Linked DNA regions of Salvelinus alpinus: region 1 is linked to region 2. A link is a contact called in public Hi-C data. All regions are on one chromosome and are shown on one strand. Each heading gives the region's core, a stretch centred on a gene start, on an enhancer-like site or on the middle of the called end of the contact. The rest is flanking DNA. Distances are from core to core; before and after follow the strand shown.

Evidence for each region. A called contact is a pair of places that touch in the nucleus more often than the background predicts.
Region 1: a Hi-C map of muscle shows a contact between it and region 2, with 4 times the contacts expected there. The contact joins the promoter of LOC139583826 here to the promoter of LOC139583820 in region 2. A contact is called at or near these places in 2 of 3 Hi-C or Micro-C datasets (muscle and red muscle).

What each region holds. Positions count from the first base shown.
Region 1 is chr8:86,360,963-86,366,811 of SLU_Salpinus.1, forward strand. It overlaps LOC139583826 (charged multivesicular body protein 5-like), which reads left to right and starts at 3,455. Exons shown (of 8, transcript XM_071415351.1): 1 at 3,455-3,710; 2 at 4,258-4,362; 3 at 4,566-4,612; 4 at 4,783-4,876; 5 at 4,984-5,055; 6 at 5,262-5,370; 7 at 5,738-5,849. The coding sequence starts at 3,642. LOC139583828 (a long non-coding RNA gene) reads left to right here and starts at 1,836. Exons shown (of 2, transcript XR_011676623.1): 1 at 1,836-1,908; 2 at 2,097-2,222.
Region 2 is chr8:86,210,479-86,217,090 of SLU_Salpinus.1, forward strand. It overlaps LOC139583820 (regulator of G-protein signaling 20-like), which reads right to left and starts at 3,025. Exons shown (of 6, transcript XM_071415347.1): 1 at 2,478-3,025; 2 at 732-824; 3 at 453-613. The coding sequence starts at 610.

The DNA.
Region 1 (5,849 bases), core at 2,205-4,704, 150 kb after region 2:
TAGCAATTCTGAGTAATTACTACTTCAGTAAGGATTACTTTACACTTATTCGGTGACATTGTTTATGGTACTGCTAAATATTTCCAGCATAAGACCACGAATGACATTTTCTGAAGATTAGTTCTCCCTGGATACACCAATCCCAGGAAAACTCCTTCGGCGCTTTTTGTCTGTCCCTTTCCACCCCGCAAGAGGAAGAACTGACTAAGAGGACTGCAAACATGACTGCAAATAAATCCTGAACATTAATTCAGTCACCTCATATTGACACTTACGTGGGACGCCCCTATCTAAACCTACTGTCTTTACTAACATTAACCCTCAAATTCAACGGATAGGGACGTCCCAAGGATTCCGGGTAGCAAGGACCAAAGTGCACTTCAACGGGAAATTTCCCGCCCGGGAACGGTAGCCAATCAGATACATGCATTTGATTTGCTCGAGTCGAAAATGATGATGCATTTCCTTAGCCATGCCATTAGCATGCAATATAACCGACTTATATAGCAATATAACAAAACTTTCCCATGGTGTAAAATTCACGGTCGACCATATCCCGAGTAGCATAGGTATAGGGCTTTACAACCATCCAAAGATATCGGCAATATATCATATAGTCAGGGCGCCTCGTTCATTCTTAGCAAGACATATACAGGCATATTTATTAATGTTCGTGGTTGAGAGGCTTTGGTGCTTTTCAATGTTCCGAAAATACACAGCAGAAGCCAATACAGTGTTTGTGAACATTTCATAAATTGACAAAGTGTTGCATCAGTTGTCATATTCAAGTGAATGGCATCACATGAACGAAGAGATTTGGTGCATTTTAATGTTTGGAAAACAACAAGGAACATGAACAGCGGGTGGCGCAATAAAACCTAAAAATCAATATAAGGTAAAATAAAAAAATCTGAGGCAACTCAGAAAATAAAAGCAAAGAAAATAACATAAATAAAATATCTAAACCTGCCCTGTCTACCCTACCCCGTGTAATGAAACAAAAAACGCTGCAAATAATCAAAAAGCCTACCCTTGGCCGTGAAAATTAAGATGAAGCCGGTCACTGCTATAAAGTGTGTGATTGGGTTCTGAGTGCCTCAGAAATAATATATTAGTCCTAAAATAAATAACACCATAATTTTCATGTGACAGATGCTCCAAAAGTCGAGTTGTTTCCTTAACTACATGTTTAGTGGTAGCATCGTCCTTCGGCCGGGGTAGAATGGAGCAAACGGCAAACCTTACTTCATACCGATACTCCCTAACTCTGATGATCAGTTCCCGCATCCACCTGATAAAGTCGTGAGGAGAATCCCCTTGAGCTACGTTGTTTGTTCCAATGTGTACAATCAATAGCAGTGGACCACTGACCGTACGCAAATGGTACAACTGTTGACGTGTGCTCGCTCCAGAGTTGTGCCAGGGTGCACCCAGCAGTGTGCATCAGGCAATGCATGTTTCGAAGCATAGAATCTGCAAGGACACAAACACTGAGTCCTGTTGGGGAAAACATCAAGGTCATTCAAATGGAACAGATTTCGGCTAGGTTGAGATGACATAAAACAAATACTAGGCTACATACCTGCACCTGCACCGGCTCCTCTGGAGACAACACGCCAGCGCCAGGCCTCTCTAAAGCCCATAGGGACGTGCGGGGCCGTATCTCTGGTTTTGCGTTCTATAAATTGTCGGTTTGAATAGTAATATTGCGACTTGTACGGCTACCCTATATACCCTACATTATGCAAAACGAATGCCCCGGGCCAATCGGCTATTGACTACACACTATAGCTAACAGCCCCCCAGCTTCCCCACCCCTTCGTTCTCACGGGAAAAACGCTTTTTTCTGTCCCTTTCCACTCTCCTGATGCAAGAGGAAGGACTGAAACAGCATTTTAACAGATCACTGTGAATTACTATGATGATTCATGTTCATTATCTATTTTCATGCTCATGTTTTGAAATTATACTTGATTAATATTTCAATAACTATTATCAATTATCCTGAACATTAATTCAGTCAACTCTGGTCGAGAAACGTATTTTCCCGTTATATTCATTGTCAAATTCTCATTGTCAAATTCATCAACCAACAGGATCTAGCCGCTCTGCCTTCTCGCACAAGAAGCCAGCTCAACAAACCCTGCCAAAAGCTCGTACTGTCAACGGCAGCAATCACCTCTGCCTTCTCCCGCAAGCGAAGGGCATGTTGAGGTAAATTTGTTATCTGCGAGGGTTGCATGATGTAATTTTTTCGAGGGCTGTCTTTTGTGTTTTCTATTACGTTTACATGAGATATTAAGATGCTTACATAATGCATGCATACTAGATTGAGGTTTGCGCATCTGACTAGTGATTATTTGGCCGGGGTTCAATACCTGCAAAGTTTTTTTTCTCTAAATTCAAAAGACCTCCAACCCCTTTCGATGCGTGGAACGGATGTGGGTGGGGCTAGGTTTACATAAGGGTGATCATTTTAAGAAATTCACAAAAGCTCTGACAAAGGCGGTGAGGCCGATACGTAAGCTTAAAGACCAGTGATACTATAAAGAGCAGTGTGCGGTTTCCATTTCCTTAATTTTTTCTATCTCCCAAAATCAATACGATATATATATATAACTGTAAAGTAATGAGTGACCATTTTAGAAAATAATTAGACATATAGTCTTTTGTTGCATGCTATTTTATGTCAATCAGGGTTAGGGTTAGGGTTAGAAAAATGGTGACCATTACAGCTATAGGTGCATTGTGTTACAAGTCAGGGTTGGGATTTAGGGTTAGGGCTAAAATAGGTTATACCTAGGGTTAGGACTGAAATAGGTTATACCTAGGGTTAGGGTTAAGGTAAAAAACAGTATGGCTTTATAGCTCTCTTGCTCCGCCCTGTGGCCTTCTGTGGGTACTACATTACTCATTCGTGACACTTGTTAGGTTCATAATCTGAGGTAGCAACTGCGTCAGATCTACAGATCAAGGAACTAGACCTATCCATTTTGTTTGCAACTCAGTGAACCTGCGCAGCATTCGCTCAATTTGATACCTACGAACAAACAGATTTCGGTGTACTGTATATCAAATTATCCAGCAGCCATTTAGAAACAACAAATCGTAAAAAAATGTTTAAAAAATGTTATTAATTAAAAAATGTGTTCTGGCTGTTTAAATTGGCCACGTCTTGAAAAAGTGGACAGGTTTACACCTTTTTCTGAAAGAAATATATTTAACCATGACCATAAAATGTTTGATGGCTATGCGCCAGCCATCGATAAAGCTTTGGGTCACAATAATGTGTACCCAGGCGAAAAGTGAGCGTGCAATGAACTTGTCTTTAACAGAAAAAAAGCGTTGTTAAAAATCTCATGTGTCCAGCCGATTGTAGGTGTGCCCATGGGGCTGGAAATCAGACATTTCCGTTTCGAGAGAGGCAGGTTTAGGTTTCCAGGGTTAGATTAGTGAATAAATTGTCGTATAGTTTAGTAGATGGCGGTAATGCAACATTTATTGGATGCCAACTGCCGTTAAACCTAATCGAAGAAGAAGAAGTATGTGACGTCAGCTCTATGTTGCTTCCGGGTTTGCTTTATTTTCCCTGACGTTCAGGTAGATTTTTTTGTTTTGAGTTATTGGATATTTATTTCAAAATGAACCGTATTTTCGGTCGAGGAAAACCGAAGGGACCACCACCAAATCTCACAGACTGCATAGGGAATGTAAGTATCTATGAAAATAACTTACAGAACAGTGTCTATGACAAACAAAATAACTTGGCTTGCTGGCTAGCTAGCTAACTAACTGAATGACAGCTGATTGTTCTAGCAACAATGGGAGAAAGTTGTGACAGCCCATTGAAGACCTATAGCTCATAAAATATTCTTTAGCTACTTAATGTTATCTTGAAAGTTAGTTTGATTAGCGTTATAATAGTGTCCAAGTGACTTAGCTAGCTAATTGGCTAGATGACCAATCGTCAATAGGGAGTTCAGTAGGGTGATGCTGGTTTCCAATGTAGGCTAAAAAGTGTTGTTCCAACCAGTTTTATGTTTGACCAAATCAGGTGTTAAGCTAGTGCTATTGGCTGTAAAAATTGATTGAAGAAAATGTAACAGATTATTTGATCATTATAATAACTAATACATGTATTCAAATAACTTTTTCTGATACCACAAGTTCATTACAAAGATTTCCGACTCTTACAAGATCATTGACATATGAAAACAGTCTGCATGGTTAACTTGTGCCCGTTCTTTCTCTCTTAAGGTTGACTCGCGAGCGGAATCTGTTGACAAGAAGATTGCCAGACTAGATGTTGAACTAGTCAAGTACAAGGATCAGATGAAGAAGATGAGAGATGGCCCTTCAAAAGTAAGATTTAACCCTACCCTGAGTGAAGCAGATGAGTAGCTGTGGTATTAGACAGATATGTTTACCTACGTCATTCTATTACACATGTAGGCTAATGCTGTTCGTGAACAAAACAATACACAAGTATGGTCCCCACTTGTTCTCAGCAGTATCTAGCTAGGTCTGATGTCACGTGAATTGTTTCCTGTTAATGTTTTCATCAGAACATGGTCAAGCAGAAGGCGATGAGGGTACTGAAGCAGAAAAGAATGTGAGTAACTTATGAAGGGAGTCTGTCAACGCATCGATAACCACAAATCAATCAAGACACATATCACAGTAACCTAATGAACCACATCAAGTAGCAGTAAACCGTCACCATAGTCAGGATATGAGCGCATAAAAACATCTGTATTGATGCTTTTCAATCTTGTTTTTCAGGTACGAGAGCCAGAGAGACAACCTCACACAGCAGTCCTTCAACATGGAACAGGCCAACTACACAATCCAAACTCTCAAAGACACAAAAACAACAGTAAGGGGCCACAGTAATGTACTGACTGTAGCGCTCAGTCACAATTTACTGTAGTTGTCATGCCAGGCTGTTCTCTGGGGTTAAAAATGTCAGATTTTGCATTATAGGTTGATGCCATGAAAATTGGAGCCAAAGAGATGAAGGCGGCATACAAGAACGTGAAGATCGATCAGATTGAGGTATTTGTCTTCTTCGAGTCCTGATGCACTACAACACCATTTGGTGGTCTGACGTAGAAGTGCAGTAGTTTTACTACAGACCCTTGTCTTGAAAGACTCAACATATTTCAGCCATCTGATCTGGGTCATATTCATCCGGGTAACGTGAATGGCCTATTGTGATTGAGAGACGTTTGGGTTAAGAGTTCCATGTTTTCCTGATGCAGGATCTCCAAGACCAGCTGGAGGACATGATGGAGGACGCCAACGAGGTGCAGGAGGCGATGAGCAGAAGCTACGGGACGCCAGAGATCGATGATGATGACCTGGAAGCAGGTCAGTGCTGTAAGAGTATGACACAGCCACAAGGGAGACAGTACACCGAAATGCAGTACATAACTGTATTGTGTTCCAACACGGTTGGTGTTGCTCCAGTACAGGATGGGTCTATATTAGAACATTGCTGTAGGTCAATAGATGGCATCATTTCCCACTGCACTACAGAGTTTTGTTTTTATTGTACTTCACCTTTATTTAACCAGGTAGGCTAGTTGAGAACAAGTTCTCGTTTACAACTGCGACCTGGCCAAGATAAAGTGCTGTTTACTTCAGCACAGTGATACAACAGCGGTCAATGCAGTCCTTATGTCAATAGACTGCATGTAATAACTGCGCATCAATGGCTGTGTGCGTGTGATCCCAGAGCTGGATGCCCTGGGAGATGAGCTCCTGCTTGATGATGACAGCTCCTACCTGGATGAGGCCAGCACTGCCCCCTCCATCCCAGAGGGAATACCCAGTGACAGGGCACCAAA
Region 2 (6,612 bases), core at 1,775-4,274:
ACCCAGATTTGAGCATATTTAGTTTCTTTAACAAAATAACTACAGAGGATACAGACAGCTCAATAGGTATGCTTAGATATGCAGAAAAATAAACATATTTTTGACATAGAATTAAGTATAATGATTATGGCTCTTGATTGCAGGAAAGACCGTTTCAGTTGTTTGAAAAATGCAAAATTCTCCAACTTTCTGTCTGGGGGCTTAGTCCCATTCCAGACCACTCCCCAGCCATCTTCACATACTTGGTGCCCTCTCAGATTTTTGGGGTGCATGATACCCCTGCTCCGGAGTGCAGAGTTTTGGTATAAGCATGGTATATATAATGTAAGGTAGCTATGGGTTACGTCCCAAATGGCACCCTATGGGCCCTAGTCAAAAGTAGTGCGCCATATAAGGAATAGAGTGCCATTTGGGACACGAACCCCTACTATGGATAGTATAGTGGTACCTACCAGGAGCAGCTGCAGCAGCAACACCAGCAGAAACAACAGGCATTGGAGGTGTTGGTGGGCATGTTCCCCATCCTGTGCTGTGATTGGAGGACACTGGCCGCGGTTTCCTGGTGCATTTGCATCTGTCTCTTGCGCATCTCCAGCCGCTCTGACCCCATGGGCTGCAGACCAAGACACACAACACCACGCTAGGTTGTAGGTGAGACAGACTCACAATACTGCAGACCCCCCCCCCCCCCCCCCCCCCCCCCCAAATACAATACAGCACAATGCACTCACTTAGGCTATACAACCTGGACACTCAAGTTGGTTCAGATAATTCCCACATAGAAGGCAGGCATCAGTCATCCATCTGTATACTTGACTCCATATCTTCTTGTAGATGACATTGAGGGAGTGAAAAATATGCCATTTTAAAGACTTGCACACAGTGGCGGATTTAGGTATAGGCGACATGGGCAGCCGCCCTGGGCGGCATCTTGCCGGGGGCGGAACGGGGCTCCCACACACATTTTTTTGGAATGGTGACATTTGCACGATCGGTTTTCTAGCGCTCATTTGCATGCCACGTCAATGATATCATGTTACCGTGTGGGACTGTGGGTCATTTAACCTTGTCGGAGTGGGTGCCCTGATTCTAGTTTGTGAGCTAGGCAGGCTACTGCCTGGGAAGGTCTCCCACTCAGAAGCACGAGATGGGGAGGGGAGAAGGGGTAGGTTGACCTCAGATCTCCCAACTGGGAGCCGGAGATAGGAGGAACCGGGGAATCTATCAAATAGCGCACCTCTAAATTTGTACAGTACTAATGCAATTAGTAAAATCAGACACACTACAAAATGCTACCAAATAAACCACAATTCATTCATAATACTGTGAATATATAGTTTCACAGACATATTGTTGCATTTTTTTCTGGTTTGTGTGAAATTGTTAAGAATAATATTAAACCAGTCTGCACACCACCAAGGTGAATTGGTTTAGTCTTGACTCTTGGTTGACAGTGTTGGGGGATGGGTAATGTATTGATGCTCGAGTGCCAAATCAACACAAATTTGTTTCTATTTGTCTTTGATACTTCTTTTTGATATTTACGAGTCATATTTTTGTATATTTTTATATCGTTTTAAATGTAGTGATTATTTATTTGTGTTGTTCCAAATGTCTGAATAAAAATTGCAGTTAGTGCAGATTGGTGCTTTTTGGGGGTGGGGGGGTGGGGGGGGGGGGTCGCCCAGGGAGCCATACAAGCTAGAACCGCCACTGCTTGTACAACAGCTCGAAACCACGGAAAAATAGTAGCCTACTGAGGGAATCCCCACGGCATGTCGTCACATCAGCTCGAGCGCGCATGTCTTGCGGAATGCTCTGACCACTTCAGCAGAGCAAGAATGATCGCTGTGCGAACTTCTTTTCATTGTCAAAGCTATAACTTATTATAGCGAGAAATGTAGTACCAGTTGGCTATGCAAAATACCGTCATTGACATTAATACATAAACATATATAAGCTATATCTAAGCTATTAGACGCCTATTACCAAGCCTAACATTCGCAGGATCAAATCATTTTAACGCGCTCTGGGTTGAGGAATGCATGGGATGAGAAAGACGAGGCGTTGCTGCCTCCATCCAAGCATCCTCAGATACAACACATATGGAGACTTGGGGGTTAGAGCGCTTTTGTTTTTTACCATTTATATTTGTTTAATCAATATTGAGAACATTTTAAACGAAATACTGTTTGCTGACATACAGTATAATAACGCATAAGGTGTATTTTACTTTCAAGATGGAGAATATGGCATCTAATGATCTGATGCAAATTATGACTACAGCAGCAATAAATAAATGACCATTCAATTCGGTAGCTATTTCCAAAAGATAGAACGAGATTGTCAAGAAACCATGCTGGCAATAATTATCGAGTGTCCATCATTTTCCATTTAGATAGCTGATGTTGAATCTAATTCAAATTTTAGCATTCAATTATATTTCAAAGAGGAAATTCCAATGTAACTGTACTCACTGTGTCACCATGAATGCCAGAATACAGGTGATTCTTGCCTCAATCACAACCGTCTGCACTGTGTTGCAGTTCGTTTGCTCCATGCGCATGCGTTTTGTTTGAGTGCAAAAAAAATATGTTCTGCAGCTGAAGCGTTGAAGGGCAGACCAGCTTTTACTGGAGGCTTCAAGCAATGTTTGATGATGCTCTCATAAGCTCATCTGTAGCATAGCCTACTTCACAACCACTGAATGAAACCTATACATGATCCACCCACCATGAGTAGCTAGGTTTCCATCCAATTGGCGACAGATTTTCATGAAAATATTCTAAAATCCACATGTAGAAAATATGCGCAATTTAACCACCACTAGTGTTGTCACCAAACGGACTCGTTCCAGATACAAATCAGTGCGTGATGACATAGTGTACACAAAAATATTTGTTTCGCTTCATTTTTCATTGTACCAAATAAAATGTCCATCGCATTTTCCAAAACTGTTGCGTTAAATAGCAATAGCCTTCTCTGGTTTTGGCACGTGCGCTCTAGGCAACAACAGATACGGCGCGGGTAGGCTTAGTCTACACGATGAGTATTTGTCAAACAGCAGTCAAGCATCGATCTGATCATCATGTCTCCAGAACAAGACCCTCGATATTTATCAGAAAAGAGCATCAAGCTCATCACATTGCACTTTCACAACCCTGTGAAGTTCATCATCATTTATTTAATCTGTAGCCTGATAAACTGCATGGTTTCCTGACAGGTCGCAGTGGGAGGAACACACAACATGTATTTTATTTGTATTTATTTGTTTTACCACACAACATGTCATCATGTGACTACATGTGTACTTCGATATGATGGTTATTGTATCAATATTTGCGCATGAAAGCGTTCCCTCCTACATTTTTCGCATAATTAATTTTACCGACACAAATAGATCCCACCTTGTCTAGCATATTTTGTTTTGTAGACATTTGTAAAGTGTACCGGTACATTGTATGTTTCCATTATGCCTGTCATGACATGTTTTATCCAACATATGCGCATAAAAATGTTGGATGGAAACCTGGTTAGTGATAGAGATTTTATTCTATAAATTCATCATCAGGATACAGTATAACCCCTCTGTAATTCACATAAAGACCACAAGATGTCACCAAACTATTTTCCCAAAACGTACCCTGGCTGTCACTGCTCATGCTCAACAAAACATTTTCTCCGTGTTGTCACAACTTTTGGAGATACTTCAAGAAAACGATTTTGTGAGAAGTTGATCACAGTTTTTGAAAATGTGAAAAACTTTTAGATATTTTCCAATGAAGTTAGATCTATATTTGTTTTTTAAATATGCAAGTAGGAAAGGCTTAAAATAAATAACCCACTTGTTTAGAGAGAAAATCTAGATACTTTTTGAGTAAAGTAGTAATATGTTGGATGAGTGTGTTGAGGGCAACTAGCCTTTTAGCAATTTTACACAGCATTTTATGTCATTTTGATGGATAGCAAGCTACGTTTTTAAGAGAGAGCTTTTCAATTGGCGTCTCTTCCCCTGTTTTCAGTCACAGGTGGGGACTGGATTAGGTGTGAGCAGTGTAGGAGGTGGGCTCATGAGTTGTGCTCCAATTTGACTGGGGATAGCTTTATTCGTGACCTATGTACAACTTAGAATTGTGCAATAGCAGAGCATAAGAGAGCTGCCACATCAATGTTACACTGAGTTAATTAGTTAAGTTATTGTTATTAAATGTTATATTTAATTTTAGAAGTTATATTATATTCCAATAAATACATTTCTTTATGAATTAAAAACAACTTTTGAAAACCTTTTGCTCATGAATGTCATTTTAAAGACTGCTGGGATTTAAAATCTTGCATTATTTAAATATGATTTAGTGCAATTGTACATAATGGAATGTACGGGAAACGAACAACAAAGAACAAAGAAAATTAAAAAAGAGGGACTTTACATCAAATCTCCTCATAGTGAGGTTAGTAATGGTGACATGTGCAACACCATTCCCCCCCATATTTTATTTAAATAATTAAAATAAGACAACTAGACTTAGCTTTTAAGTATTACTTACTAAATAATTTCTAAATAAAACATGAAATGGATTTTAACACACTTGGGTGAAACCCTTTGCCATAATCTTCTACCGGTGTCAGGTTTTGAAGGTAAGACCCAGATGCAGACTGTGTCAAAGTAACAATGTTTATTACAGCAACATGGGCAGGCAAACAAAAGGTCAAGTCAGGCATGGGTCGGTAATCCAGAGGTGGGGCAAAGGTACAGGACGGTAGGCAGGCTCAGGCAGGGTGGTCAGGCAGGAAGGCTCAGGCAGGGTGGTCAGGCAGGCGGGCTCAGAGACAGGACAGGCAAGGGTCTAAACCAGGAGGGTGAGAAAAAGAGAGACTGGGGGGGAAATTAGGCACTGAGATAAACCGCTGGTTTATCAAGACGAACTGGCACAGACAGATAGAAAACACAGGTATAAGTACCCAGGGGATAATGGAGAAGGTGGGCGACACCTGGAGGGGGGTGGAGACAAGCACAAGGACAGGTGAAACAGATCAGGGCGTGACAACCGGGGTAACTGGCACACCCGTGGTTACGGCCTTTTTCTAAAAATGTATTTCATGAAAAAAAAACAAGTCTGAACTGTAGCCATTTACTTCCCTTTATGGTTGAATTGCCTAAGCATAACCTTCATCCATATACCTTTTTTTTCTCCAAACATTTCTTTTTTTGTGTCAGCAATTAGACATTGTTCTCGGGGGGTAGTTACCACCTAGTACCCTAATATGACTATGCAATGGTGTGGGTCATTGAGATGTGAGGTGTTAGAATTTGTGACCCATGTCTTCCATGATACAAGGCCAACTATGTCAGCCAACTCACAGCTGGAAAACAATCGCACCTCCTTGGAGCGCCTGGATTTGGTCTCTCTTTGCGTAACGGCAGTAGGAGCCTACAGCCACAAGAGAGCAGTAGCGATCTTTGTTAAAATGCACGATGCAGTTTTCATAGGACTTGATGGATGCTGTGTAGAATTAGTTTCCGATGGAGCGCGAAGTTAACAGATCTCTTTGCTGCTAATACTAATGCTAAAACACATCTATCAACACGTGTTTCGTTTCCAAGTAGAGAATGGTCTTATCGAAGACTAAGGTAGGCTTAACTCCAAGACAATGTCCATTAGGCCTCTGCCTACGTTATAGCCTGCTTAGGCCTACATAGGTGTATAGTGGTGGCACCCATGCAGCACCAAATGCCAACTAAACTGTGTGGGTTCCTTTGAATTCAGCCGTAATGGACTTTGTCAGAGAGGTGAAAACAGTACAAGCCATCAGTGACTCTCAGCAAGAATAGATTCCTCCATCTGTTACATATCTCTATCCAATAGACCTGGTTTAATGTGATTTGAAAATTGTTTTCTCTGTTTATTGAGCTTGAAATTCAGCAGAAAAAAAGGACTTGTGCTTTTATCCATACATAAGGCGAATAGACGAAGGCTACTCTGTAGTGAAACAATCAATCAACTGTACTTGTTAATCATCTCTGCCGGTTCACTGAACTGTAACAATCCCTATCTTGCCAGTAGCCTATTGCAAGTTTGAGTGTTTATGCTAATGTGTGTGTGCATGTGGGTGTAACTGAATTTGTGTGTTTGTGGGTGTGTGTGCGCACGTGCATGCTTAGGTGCATGCATTAATGCGTGCACACATGTCTCTGTCCAACTTCTTGACAATTGTAAAGTTGGTGTTGCAATATGCAGACATCTAGTGTCTAGGTTTGATGGGGAAAATAATTGGGTAATAGGGTAATAGGGTAACAAGGTTCTTCTAAGACAGATACTGTTGAGCAGATGTTCTGACGCACAAGCACCTGTCCTGAAGGACATCCCCACTGTGTTACACTACACAGCACTTGGAACTGGTGAGGACCGAGCTGGGAGGGTGTTTTATTAACTGTCATCTCAACTTTCTCCTCTTCGCTCCTATTAAGAAGGTCAAACGAGGGCTTTATAGTTTGATAAAATAGCTGTTGTGTGTCTGTCTGTGTGTTTCAGAAGAAGAACATCTATCGTACAGAATATCTTACCTCATTTCACGGTACAACACTCTCTGGGCAGTCGGTCTCTCCCCTGA